2 separate regions of the Mus musculus genome follow, and region 2 is linked to region 1. A link is a contact called in public promoter capture Hi-C data. All regions are on one chromosome and are shown on one strand. Each heading gives the region's core, a stretch centred on a gene start, on an enhancer-like site or on the middle of the called end of the contact. The rest is flanking DNA. Distances are from core to core; before and after follow the strand shown. Region 1 overlaps Prkce (protein kinase C, epsilon). Region 2 overlaps Epas1 (endothelial PAS domain protein 1).

The links. Capture Hi-C pulls out chosen DNA fragments and counts their contacts.
Region 2: a promoter capture Hi-C map of adipose tissue shows a contact between it and region 1. The contact joins two enhancer-like sites. A contact is called at or near these places in 5 of 484 Hi-C or Micro-C datasets (Sertoli cells, liver, nephron progenitors and 1 more), 3 of 115 datasets of contacts at active chromatin or transcription factors (all in embryonic stem cells) and 2 of 9 other capture datasets (adipose tissue and liver).

Annotation. Positions count from the first base shown.
Region 1 is chr17:86,615,465-86,621,393 of GRCm38.p6, forward strand. Prkce (protein kinase C, epsilon) reads left to right here. Exons shown (of 15, transcript NM_011104.3): 12 at 4,428-4,566. Among named protein-coding and RNA genes, the nearest start is that of Gm52297, 51 kb to the right of the region's middle. Within about 2 kb of position 3,322, at least 39 of the 459 cell types and tissues checked have an H3K27ac peak or open chromatin away from gene starts, as enhancers often do. A contact at or near this core is called in adipose tissue, where this site is marked.
Region 2 is chr17:86,820,313-86,826,241 of GRCm38.p6, forward strand. It overlaps Epas1 (endothelial PAS domain protein 1), which reads left to right. Exons shown (of 16, transcript NM_010137.3): 8 at 3,368-3,515; 9 at 4,095-4,309; 10 at 5,268-5,458. Among named protein-coding and RNA genes, the nearest start is that of Epas1, 69 kb to the left of the region's middle. Within about 2 kb of position 2,324, at least 9 of the 459 cell types and tissues checked have an H3K27ac peak or open chromatin away from gene starts, as enhancers often do. A contact at or near this core is called in adipose tissue, where this site is marked.

The sequences.
Region 1 (5,929 bases), core at 2,072-4,571:
GATTTAGAGTTGCTCCTGAGAGTCTAGTCCATGGAGAGTCAGACAAGAGAGATGAACCCGAAACTTAACACTGAAAAGGAAGGAATGATGTGACCATTAGCCGTAGATGATCTGAAAAGTCCAGAAGGGTCCATGGGAAAACTTCTTAACAAAAACTAAGAGAATTCAATATAGCGGAAAGGTGCAATGAGAAGAGTCGACTCATCTATGGAAAGACTGAAGATATCAAACAATAGCTTGTGTCCTTCAGCAGTACGTTCAGGTACAGTTAGTTACCATAGAGATGAGACGCAGCAGGACTTCAGTCAGCCCCATGGTTCTGTCTTTGTTGTCTATGAGTCATCCAACCCTTCCTAGGGCTTGATCCTTGTCTTGGTGGTTAAAAGCGACTGCTAACACCATGCACGGTAGCCTCATGCAGGACAGGAGAGCGAAAGAGGAGAGAAAAAGTGCCACACATGTGACTGTCGTGCATCCATGCTCAGCCCCAGAGGAGACTTTGAATTTTAGTTTATCGCTGTGCAGCTTCCTAAGGAAGTGAGGGCATTTGGGACAATCAGCAACCTGGCATAAAACGCAACAAAAAAGGCTCAGGATCGGCACAAGGGAATCACTAAAGGGCACAGATAAGATCTGAGCAGATGGAAAGACAAACATAGTTATTGACCAAGAAGATTGAGCATCATAAACTATCAGCTCTCCCCAAGTTAATTTATAACTTTAAACATGTTCCCAATAAAACCAGCAACAGGACTTAAAAATATGTATAAACAGACGACTCTAAAGTTCATATGGAAAAATAAACAAGAATCGGAGAGCTAGGAAAATTTGAAAGTGGAGACCAGCCACACGGAGTATTAAGCATATAAATCTACGATAACTAAGAAGTGGGATATAGAAAAATGTTAAGGGCAGAGGTGAAGGGCAGAGGTGCAGTAGAGACTCCATTTTCATATGCAAATTTTCCATTCAATGGGGAACGATGGCTACTAAACATCAGGTTGCTTCCAGATTTCTAGGAACAAGGAGAGTTGGAAGTGCATCTCAAACTTCTGTCAGAATAAATAAGTGCACTAATGATTTATGTTTATAAAAATGAAGGTAAAGCAAGAGGGAGAAACATTAGCAGAATATATAGATTACTTGAAAAGGGGGGGGAAAATTCAACCTAAGACATGGAAGCCAAAACCAGTAAAACGGAATATCCACTGAATTAAGTAAAAATAAATGATCTTAGTAAAAACTCCAGTAGCTTACAACCAAAGTCAAGTAATAACCCTGCACCAAGTCTGGGCCCTAATGGGGAAGCGCTCTCGAAAACCAACTGCCGCAGTGTGAAGAAGCGCGCGTGCATGCATGCACATAGGCATACACACCCACACCCCTACACACCCCGACTGCAGCACCTTAAGCATAATGAAAACAAATGCTGAAAAACTTCTACAGAGGTGCAAGGATGTTCTGAGACACTGTTTAAACCTGGCACACACCGAAGCTTGGCAGCATAGCATGCCATGGCAAAGTGTCACCTGTTGCCAATGGAAGGTTAGGAAGTTAGCCTCTAAGGAGGACAGCTTGGTGACCCACTGAAAAGGCTAAACATGGATGGCATTGGCAATAAATCAAATAAAGGTTATCACATTGGTTCATCTATAAGGATCATCTATAAGGAAAGGGGGACAACTAAAGGCCTTATTCTTGAAACATAAAAAAAGTCCCAGATTATGGATATGCGCACGTGTTTGAGGACGAAGAAGATGAGGTTGGTACCTGGGCAGTTGTCTTTCTGAAAAACTGTTGGTCAGGATAGCTAAATACTTGTTCTGTGTTGAGCTGGGTACTGAGTACCTGGGAGTTCTCCAGGTAGAAAGACTCACCCCTGCCTCCCCCACCCCTCCCCTGCCCCAAAGCTGGACCTCTGAGAAGGCAAAGCTGGGCCAAGTCTGGACCTCCCAGCCCTCCTCCCTCCCAGAGGCCTACAGACTCCTAGTGGTTCATCGAAATATCACTAAAAGCTGCAGGTGAGAAACTCCTGGGGAAGTGGAAAGCCACAAGTCTGAGGGAGTCATTGCTGGACAGGAGAAGGAAAGAAACGGGGGAGGGGGGTGTGGACAGCACTGTCCTTCAGTGCTTCCTCCCCATAAACACACATAAACACACACACACATACCACACACACAACACACATACACACACACACACACACACACACACACACACACACACACAGAGCTTCTCCTGACAACCCTGCACTAGACAAGCTTGCCCCAGAGGGATGGACACTTTGTGGTGAGACTGAAAATCTCCAGAGAAATGGCCTTCTAATGGCAGCCCAGGCTGGTTCCCAGGGATTGATTGTCTAAACCTTCTGTCCCCAAAGAAAGCAGTCACTCACCCTTCCTGTGTTTGGTTTTGTGTGCAAAGTTAAGAGTTTTCAAAGATTCAGATATCAGAGTGGGAACGGGAGGAAGTAGCCAGAGGTAGAACTCCGTACATCACTGGCTACAGGGTGGGAAGGAGTGTTTTGGCTAAGGCCAACCCAGGTCATAGCCAAGGGCACTCATAGGACTTGCTCATATCCAACAGCAGCTGGGTCAGCTTCTTCCCCAGGGAGAAGAGAGGGCAGGAAGCAAAGAGGCCAGGGAGGAGTGGACTAGAGAAAGAAGAACAGGAGGCAGGAAGAAACGAGAGGCTGTCCCTAACTGGCCAGAAGCCTATGAGAAGGAGGGGTGGTGCCTGCTGGAGCCAAAACTACTCCACCTGGAACCTGAGTCAGATCAGAACCAGGCTTGTGCGGACTCGGGGGGGTCTTTAGACTCATGACATACTACTATTACCCTTGCTCAACCCATATAAAGGAAGCTGCTTCTTACAGAGAAGAATTTAACACAAAGGATGTGGCCGAAGATGTTCACCTTTCACACACTTCAAAACATCGGTCCTTCAAACAAGTCCACAAACATAGCGTGTGGTCCCGAGCTGACAGACAGGGGACCAGCCCAGCAAGGTGACTTTTAGCAGGGCTATGCCACAGCCAGTGATGAAACCCTGACAGCCTGGATCCCAGCCCAGCATTCAGCCCAGCTTTCCCACCCCAGCCAGAGCCAAGCCTTGCCCCCTCTCGCTGCCAGGGCTGGGGTCGGTGGCTAGCTGCAGTGGCCCAGTTGTTTGGGCTCACTGTGCCTTCTGTAACTCCGGAGTATTTGCTTAGAGCAGCACTTTTCTATGTGATTGCTTCTTTCTCAAGGAATCCCAGCTGTAAGCAGAAATAGGGTCACAGATACAATGCAGGCAGGTCCAGAAGCACTTCCTGCCCCACCTCCACTCCAGTCTGGGTCCCATGGGATGCCTGGAGCTCTCAAGTTGAGATGCCAGCAGGCACATGAGCATGGCCCTTTCTGACCTCTGCTTGTACGGGAAGAGGCCTTCTTTGCAAGGCTCACCTCAATAGCCCAGAGTAGTTGCTGAGGGAGACACAATGTGAATGGTTACTCCAACCACATAGTCTAGATTCCTCTACAGAGCCAGGCCTGGGGTTTGCAGGGGTGGTGGAAAAATTATTTTCTACCAACCTGGTTTCTAGGTAAGAAATCTTAGAACTCTGGTGTGTTAAAATGGGCCTCAAAGAAACCACCTTGATTGAGGCTGGCCCGCTCCTGTGACTCTCACCTCTCCTATACAGAAACATCTGGATCTAGATTATTTCTCTTACCTGTTACACCCAGATTGACCTTGCTCAGGCACCATGCTCCTGCAGGCAGGGCTCAGCCTCCCTTGGTATGGATTTCAAATCCCTCTTTCCAGCATCTCAGACTCTTTGAAGTTGTCCCTCAAAGACACAGCTGTCTTGTCTCACTATGGTCAGGAACCCCGTTCTCTGGCCTCTTTCCCTTTGCCTCTACCTTCCATCTCCTTTGATTGCTCTCTTCACGGTCTGTCCAAATGCTAGCTTTCACCGAACCCTGAGAGCCACTGCTGTTGGCCATACATCAACAGATGTTGGCTACACCAACCATCCGTCATCTCCCCCCTCTCAAACTCAGCAGCTCAAACTCTTGTGGATTTTTTTTCCTGATTCAGTGATGCTATATATATGTGACCCTGAATCCCCTGAGCTAGTTAACTTGTGAAGGATGGAGGTCAGAGGAGACCTCCTTTCTCACAGAAGGATCTAAATATGAGTTCTAACCCTAATATGGCCCCGATTCTGTGCAGGATCCTGTCTTTTGCTGAGGTATTGTAAATGCTGTTGAAGGTTGTCCAGCTGGGAAATGGCCCTAGCCTGAGGTTAATGAGGCAGGTCAAAACCTACTCCAAGATTGCCTTGACTGGAGATGTCCCTAGGGTATGTGCTTCTTTCTCTCTAACTCAAGAAAGGCCCTGTGGTGTGTATGAGGCTAACCATGTGGCCTTGACCTGTGTTGCAGGGATTTGAAACTGGACAACATCCTTCTAGATGCAGAAGGCCACTGCAAGCTGGCTGACTTTGGGATGTGCAAGGAAGGGATTATGAATGGTGTGACAACTACCACCTTCTGTGGGACTCCTGACTACATAGCTCCAGAGGTAAGGCCCACCCACGTGCAGAGTTAGCTTCTCTCTCTTAGCGTCAGAACAGAGAAACAACCCAATGCCGTGCATGTGGGGGTCATCCGAGGATGCCAAGAGAAGACTCTGCAAAAGCCAGATGGATTCTAGGAGTAAGAGACAGGAAGGGAAATGGTTTCATGATTTTTCTGTAAGGATGGAGTGGTAGTGAGGATGGACTGGTGAGCTGAGAGCGACCAGCTAGTCCCCATGCTTGAGTAAGTCCTCGCTAAGTATCATGCATCCACCCAGAGCTACCGCCAGAGCTCGGACTAACAGGAACCGGTTGACTTGCAGGAGAGTTTTCACTTCTTACTGAATGGAAACATTGAAAGCCCACTGAAGAGGCAGCCAAGTAACTTCACCAGATGTCAGATAAACAGCAAAACCAGGAATGCTTTGCCATTTCCACTGAGGTAGCAAGTCTGTAGAGTGCGCATGCACATAGGACATGAGGACAGGGTAAGCAAAGGTCAGAGGTGTCTACTATGAGCTTTACCTGTGTGAAAGTTGAGTCACCATGTTGTGACCATTTGTCTTGTGTCCTTCCAGAGCAGTCTGACCCAAACTGAGAGGTCCTTAGCATGAATGATTCAAACTTAGCCGTGTAGTCACACAGACACTTAATTAAATGCCTTCGATGGTTTTTGAGACACGTAAGATGGGAGGCAGGTACCAAGCCTATTAAGCACTACCCGTGTGTAGAAAGCCGCTTCCATGGGACATCATCTGAGCACCTGCCAGACAAAGCTCTATGGACATGGAGCTGACTGAGGCTCTGGCTGCTCTTCTAAGAGAGCTTTTGGTCTAGACAGAGTGACACCGAAACAAGCAGAGCAATGGTGCCTAAAACAGGACAGGGCCCACAGGATATGGGAAGGCTTCACGGAGCTTCCAAGACCGGGAAACTGATCGGCAAAGAGTACATTTTAGGCTTGCTTTAACCCTAGGGATGAGGAGAGCATTGTTGAAAACAAGAAGGATCAGAGTGGGAGCGTGCAGAGAAGGGAAGTCCATTTCTCAAGGCTGCGAATCCTCTCAAGGCAGTGTCTGGGTTTCTGATCTGGGTACTACACATAGGTTCTAAGGAGTGGTCTTTTGACTGAGTGAGTGAATGAATGAATGAATGAATGAATGAGAGACATTTCAACATGACCAGAAGCCACGGGATGAAAACATCTTGGCCATTTTCAGGAAATGTAAATAACACAGCTAGAGAGCTGGCAGGATGACTCAGCAAGTAAAAGCATGTGTAGCCCTAGAACACACTCAAAGGTGGGGTGAGAGAACCAAAGGCTAAGCGTTGTCCTTTGACCTCCATGTGCATGTGTGCCATGTGACA
Region 2 (5,929 bases), core at 1,074-3,573, 200 kb after region 1:
GAAAAACGTTTTGGTTGGATATTGTTTTTACTTAATCCATATATTTAACCCCCCAGCACACCTAAGGATAACTCACAGTCCAAATAGAAAGTACAGACTCTTGATTTTCTGGGTTTTGTTTATTTTTTTCCCCCAGTGGAGTTAGGAAAAGCTGCCCTGAGCACAGAGGCCTGTATTTAACCAAGAGGCCTGCATCAAGCAAAGTCTTTCCGCCCTATCCCCCTACAAGTACAGTTCCATTCTAGATCCCCTGCCAGTGTGTGGGGTCTCTGATTCACCATGTGTGTCACAGCTTGTGTGTGTTTCCCATCCAAACGCCTGGAGAAGCTCCGTCCTCAGCCAGATTTAGATAATTGAAAGTCATCATTTCCAAATGGGCTAATAATCTATACACTGTCACTCTCAGAGGGGAAGAGTTGGGCTGGTTTCTCTTTGTTGTGCTCTTAGGAAAACAAGATTAAAGGCCATAAAAAGCCTCCCTCTCTCTCCTGGAGTGGCAGGCCCTTCACCAAGGCTGGCATTAATGAGAGGAATGGGAGTGGTGTGACTTAGAGGTGACTGATACAGCAGGCCCGCGCCTGCACTTAACAGAAGTGCAGCTCAAACCTCCGCTCAGCGAACTTCTTCGTGAAAAAGACTAAGAACACTGAATGTGGCAAGCAATAAGAACTATGTAAATGAGCTAATTCCAGGCTTGATGTCATGCAAGAATTGCGTCACTGCAGCCAGGTGGCCTCCATGTCACCCAGAAAGCGACAGCAGAAAAGATAAAGGTTCCTTCTCTGGCCAAGGAGTCCATGATGGTTAACAACATGGCCTTAGCCCGTTTTTTTTTTTTTTTTTCTTCTCACTTCTTTCTGGCTCAACATAATGTAGTCAGAGAGGATCCATGGCCCCTGGAATCAAAAGACCGATGATCTAAACACTATGACTGTTATTCTGTGCAAAGTGAAGCAAACACAGCCTTCCTAGGCTGCGTTTCCTTGTGTTAGAGGGTGCTGTCTCTCCTCCCTCCTGCACAGGAGTCCATTTAAAAGATTAGATGAAGATAAGACAATCAAAGTGGCAAAACAATCTGACTACTTCTGATAATAAAAACATGGTCTTCAGCAGATAATCTAGAAGTTTCTTACCTTGTTACACCCCCATGAAAAAGAAAGCCACGTTCTTTTGGATGTGGATTTGGATACAGATGTCTATTGCACTTTTATTCACAACGGGAAACTCAAACATCCAGGTCAAAGGAATAAACTGGCCATGGTACACCCAGGGAGACACTTCTCTCCCACGAATCACAGAAACACCCACAACCTCAGGAACACGATGCTCAAGGATAATGAAGCCAAACTCAAGAAAGTCTACTCCCATAGACGTCTAGAAAGGACAGGAGACGGTGCCGGGGAAAGATCGGTGATCGTCTGGAATCAGAAGTCAGAACTAGGAGGAGGAGTTAGGCACGTGGGCCATGGGGCAGGTTCAGATGAAGTTTTTGGTCCCTCTGCTGTGGTGATGGCTACTTAGGTGTTTACGTTTGTCAAAACTCACTGTACTATATGCGTGAAATAGTTACCTCTCCATGGGATTAATTAAAATTAATTAATTAAAATTAAAATTAATTAAAATACAATAAAGCTTGTTGTAGAGAGGAAAATGTGTCTAATCTAGACTCTCAAGCCTGAGACTGTGCAAGCTGGCAATCATGTTTAGCCAAAGGACTCTTTCAAGGGCTGCAGTCGCTGTCGATGGGAAGCAGGAGTTTCACACACTGGTAACCCACACCAAGCAAGGCAGCCATGACACTGAACTCCACAGGTGCACTATGTAATGACTGTCACAGGGACTTGAATTTACCTCTCAAGGCAGCGGTGGCTCTGCTGAGCAATGCGCACATGTAATTCTCCATCATTCCTGCTCCTCGCTGCTGTGTGTTAAGATATCCAAGAGGGTAAGATGTGCCAAGGCAGAAGGACTGTGACTGGTGTGACTATGAACAAGGCCATCCCTCATCAGACCATGCAGGACTGATGAGGTGGCCCACGAGCTGACTGGTAGATCCAAGGAGACTGCCTACAGGGAACATAGCTGTTCTCTCCTAGAACCCCAGGACAATTGCCGTAAACAATTCCTAGTAACATAACTGGCACAGTACCTAAGCACTAGGCATTGATAGCTTGTGGAAGAGGAAATTCCTAAACAGTGTTTGTGTAGCCGATGAGGCAGGCAAGTCCATTTGATCTGCAAACAGCAGTAGCCTTCTGGACAGTTAGAAATGACAGTGATGGACATGAGAGGAAACCACACCAGGATTGTTACTTACCCAAAGTCCCCAAGCCAGCAAGACTTCCTGAGCCTCCCATCATTCCTCTTCAGTTCTCTGTGACCTGGGCACTTCTGGGCTGGAGCTCTGAACAATCATTTGGAGGGGGGGGGGGGTGAAAGTCAGTGGACAGTTTAAGAAGCTAACAGACATTTCTAAAATCAGCAGACATGACTGAAAAGGAGCCCTTGAGAGCTCTTTCACAAAAATAAAAATGCATTTGGAAATGGGGAAGAAGACAAACTAGTGTGTGGGACACCCCTTGGTGTTTTTAGACTGTGAAATTGACTACTTAGAATGGCCTAGGAGAGGAAAGAAACTCTAAGCTGGCAGTCTCACGGGGCAGTTGGCAAGTTTAAAGACCTTCCAGTGGCTGAGGCCCTGAATTAACAGTACAGGCCTTTCCCTACTCCAGATAAATAGAGCAGTAGTTTCTCTCAAATTGTATCTGGCTCCTAAGGTAGCAGAAAGTTCAAGGGACACAAAGTTTAAAAAACAAACTTCAGCTGGGTCTTGTGACACAGCTCTTGAGTTGAGTCCCAGTTATTCAGGGGGCTAAGGCAGAAGAATGGTTTAAGGCCCGCCTAGACTTCAGAGGGAGTTCAAGGACAACCTGACTAATGCATCAAAATAACAGAAAGGACTGGGGCTGGAGCTCCGTGGACGAGCACTTGCCCAGCCCTGTTCTGTCCTCCACAGTCAGGGAATGGGACGGGGCTGCAGCCCTGCGGTCCACCTTCCAGATGTGGTCTGCTACCTTCAGGAGGTGAAGTCAGTAGGGTGCTGCTCCCTGGTTGACTGGGAGTCACTCCTGCACTGGGCAGGCAAACATCTGCTTTCCTTCAGAACTCCTATTCCCATTTTTTGAAACGAAGAGTTGGCTGAAATGATCTCCCCCTCCCCCAACCCTCTCACTGTTCCTGGCCTTGGCATCCATCTGGCAGCTCTGTCCATCCCCCTCCCCGGGCAGGTGACACTTCCTGTGGGGTTAGAGTGTGTGCTGCACACCACTCCTGCACCTCTCTTACCTCTGGCTCCTTTCTTCACTAGTGTGCACCAAGGGGCAGGTGGTATCTGGCCAGTACCGGATGCTAGCCAAACACGGAGGATATGTGTGGCTGGAGACCCAGGGGACGGTCATCTACAACCCCCGCAACCTGCAGCCTCAGTGTATCATGTGTGTCAACTATGTGCTGAGGTGAGTCGAGGAGGGAGCAGCCAGCCTCTCGGGACCCTGGGCAGTACCTCCACATGCTGGCTGTGGTGTGGATCCTTCTAACTGGGAGGGCTCTATATTGAGGTCTTAGGAACAGAGCTCTAGCGTGTTTCTTTTTCATTTGTCAGCTATGGTATCATGTCTCTGACTTGTGCTGAGGGGGGAGAAGATGGCATAGAGTAATGCTTGATGTTGTGTGAATGGGAGACAGTGCTCTCCTGGGTAAGCTGTTTTGGGAAGATGTGGATGTTATACCCTCTCCCCTCCACCCCTGGAAAGACTATGAGCGGCTGCCATTGATAATATGAAGGAAACTAACATAGGAATCCAGGACTTTTGTGTGCCTACAGCTTGAGCACAGGGAGCGAGCGAACAGCCCACAGGTTGAGGCTAACCTCACCGTCTCTGCTTCTGTGGCTCACAGAATTGGATTGTTTGTGTTTCTGCCTAACACTTCTCTGAGAGGTTTATCTACCAGGCTTCTGACATGTCTGGGGCGGGAGAGCCAAAGGCTTTTGCTAAAAGATGCAGATACTCTGAGCCGCTCTCTCTTCCCATCAGTGAGATCGAGAAGAACGACGTGGTGTTCTCCATGGACCAGACCGAATCCCTGTTCAAGCCACACCTGATGGCCATGAACAGCATCTTTGACAGCAGTGACGATGTGGCTGTAACTGAGAAGAGCAACTACCTGTTCACCAAACTGAAGGAGGAGCCCGAGGAACTGGCCCAGTTGGCCCCCACCCCAGGAGATGCCATTATTTCTCTCGATTTCGGTGCGTACTTCCTAGCCCTGGTTGAACCCACAGAACCCTCATGGACTGGCGGACAGTTCTTGTTATGACAAGCCTCCCTGGCCACAGCTTCCCTAAACCACAGATGCACTCGGGCCTTGCTGATCACTGTGCGTGGTCAGGTTCTGCTAGGTAGAGAAGAAGCACAGACTCATGGCCACTGAGTTATAAGTCCTCATGAAGGGTAAAGAGGTAGGCAAGGAGAGGGCTCCCTCTCGAGGGGCCCATCCTCTACCTGGCTTGAGAGTCTGAGTTGAGGCGTGTGTCTCAGGGAGTGTCCTCTAACTTAAGCGAAAGGCTGAGTCAGAACAGCGCCAGAACCAGTAGCCGAGAGGAGACTGAGGGCGAGGATGAAGCCCTCGGTGGCTGCCTGCGTTAGAATGTCTGCCCATCTTCCTGGAAGAGAAGTCCTTTTGGTCCTGAGCTCTCCTCTGACACCCGGAACTGTCCAGGGAGAGGCCTCTTCCGGTCTGCACCCTCTCCAGCCCAGCTCTGACTGCTCCCCTTTGCAATCAAATCCCCCTTTGATAATGTGCATCTGAGAGGCCACAGGAAAATGGACACCTCAGAGAACCAGAAAGGGCAATGAGCCCTCTTGCACGAGATAACCTTGTAACCCCCCAGCTCCATGTTGGTACTGAGGCAAATGGCCCAATTCTCCTCTGATAACTTCCTCAGCTCTGTTCTGGAAGGCTCTGCAGGAAACAACTGCTTCTATCTAGTAAGCTCGGTCTCTGAATGCCAAATGCTGCTGGAGATTGCTCTCTTTATAGGAAGTCCCCAGATTGAATCATAGTTCTGGTCCTATCTAGGCTCCACAGTACTGAGGGTGTCAACTTCAGGCCCTCTTTTAGGACCTTTTGTGAACTTTCTGGGCTTATCCACCCTGGGGTGAGCCCAGATCTCACGAATGCTCCTCAAGCAAGCCTTGTCTTTACAGGAAGCCAGAACTTCGATGAACCCTCAGCCTATGGCAAGGCCATCCTTCCCCCGGGCCAGCCATGGGTCTCGGGGCTGAGGAGCCACAGTGCCCAGAGCGAGTCCGGGAGCCTGCCAGCCTTCACTGTGCCCCAGGCAGACACCCCAGGGAACACTACACCCAGTGCTTCAAGCAGCAGTAGCTGCTCCACGGTGAGCCCCCACCCTCCAGGAGAGCACACAGGGCTCATGGGCCCCTCAAGCTCTGCTGCCAGATGACTGGACAGACCCCCTGAGAAGTACTGCCTCCCTTGGGTGTTACAGTGCCCCTAAGGATGGCTCAGATACTCCGAGAGACACTAGAGCTGACTACCGGCTCTTAGCATCTGTCTTCCACCCTTATCCACGTCGTGACTCTTGAAATCACAGCAAGAACCTAGGCAGGTCTCTGCAAACCAAAGGCTTCAACCACAGAGCCCTGCTGGCCACAGCCTCTATCCAGTTTGCACATCAAGACACACAGGACAAGTAGCTCACAACCCGTGGTACACAAATCCCTCTATTTGACGGGAGAAATCGAACAAGCCTTTCACAGGGTCACCTAGATCATCAGAAAACACAGAAATTCACTTTATAATTCATAACTGTAGCCAAATTACTGTTTTGAGGTTGGGGGTCAGCACA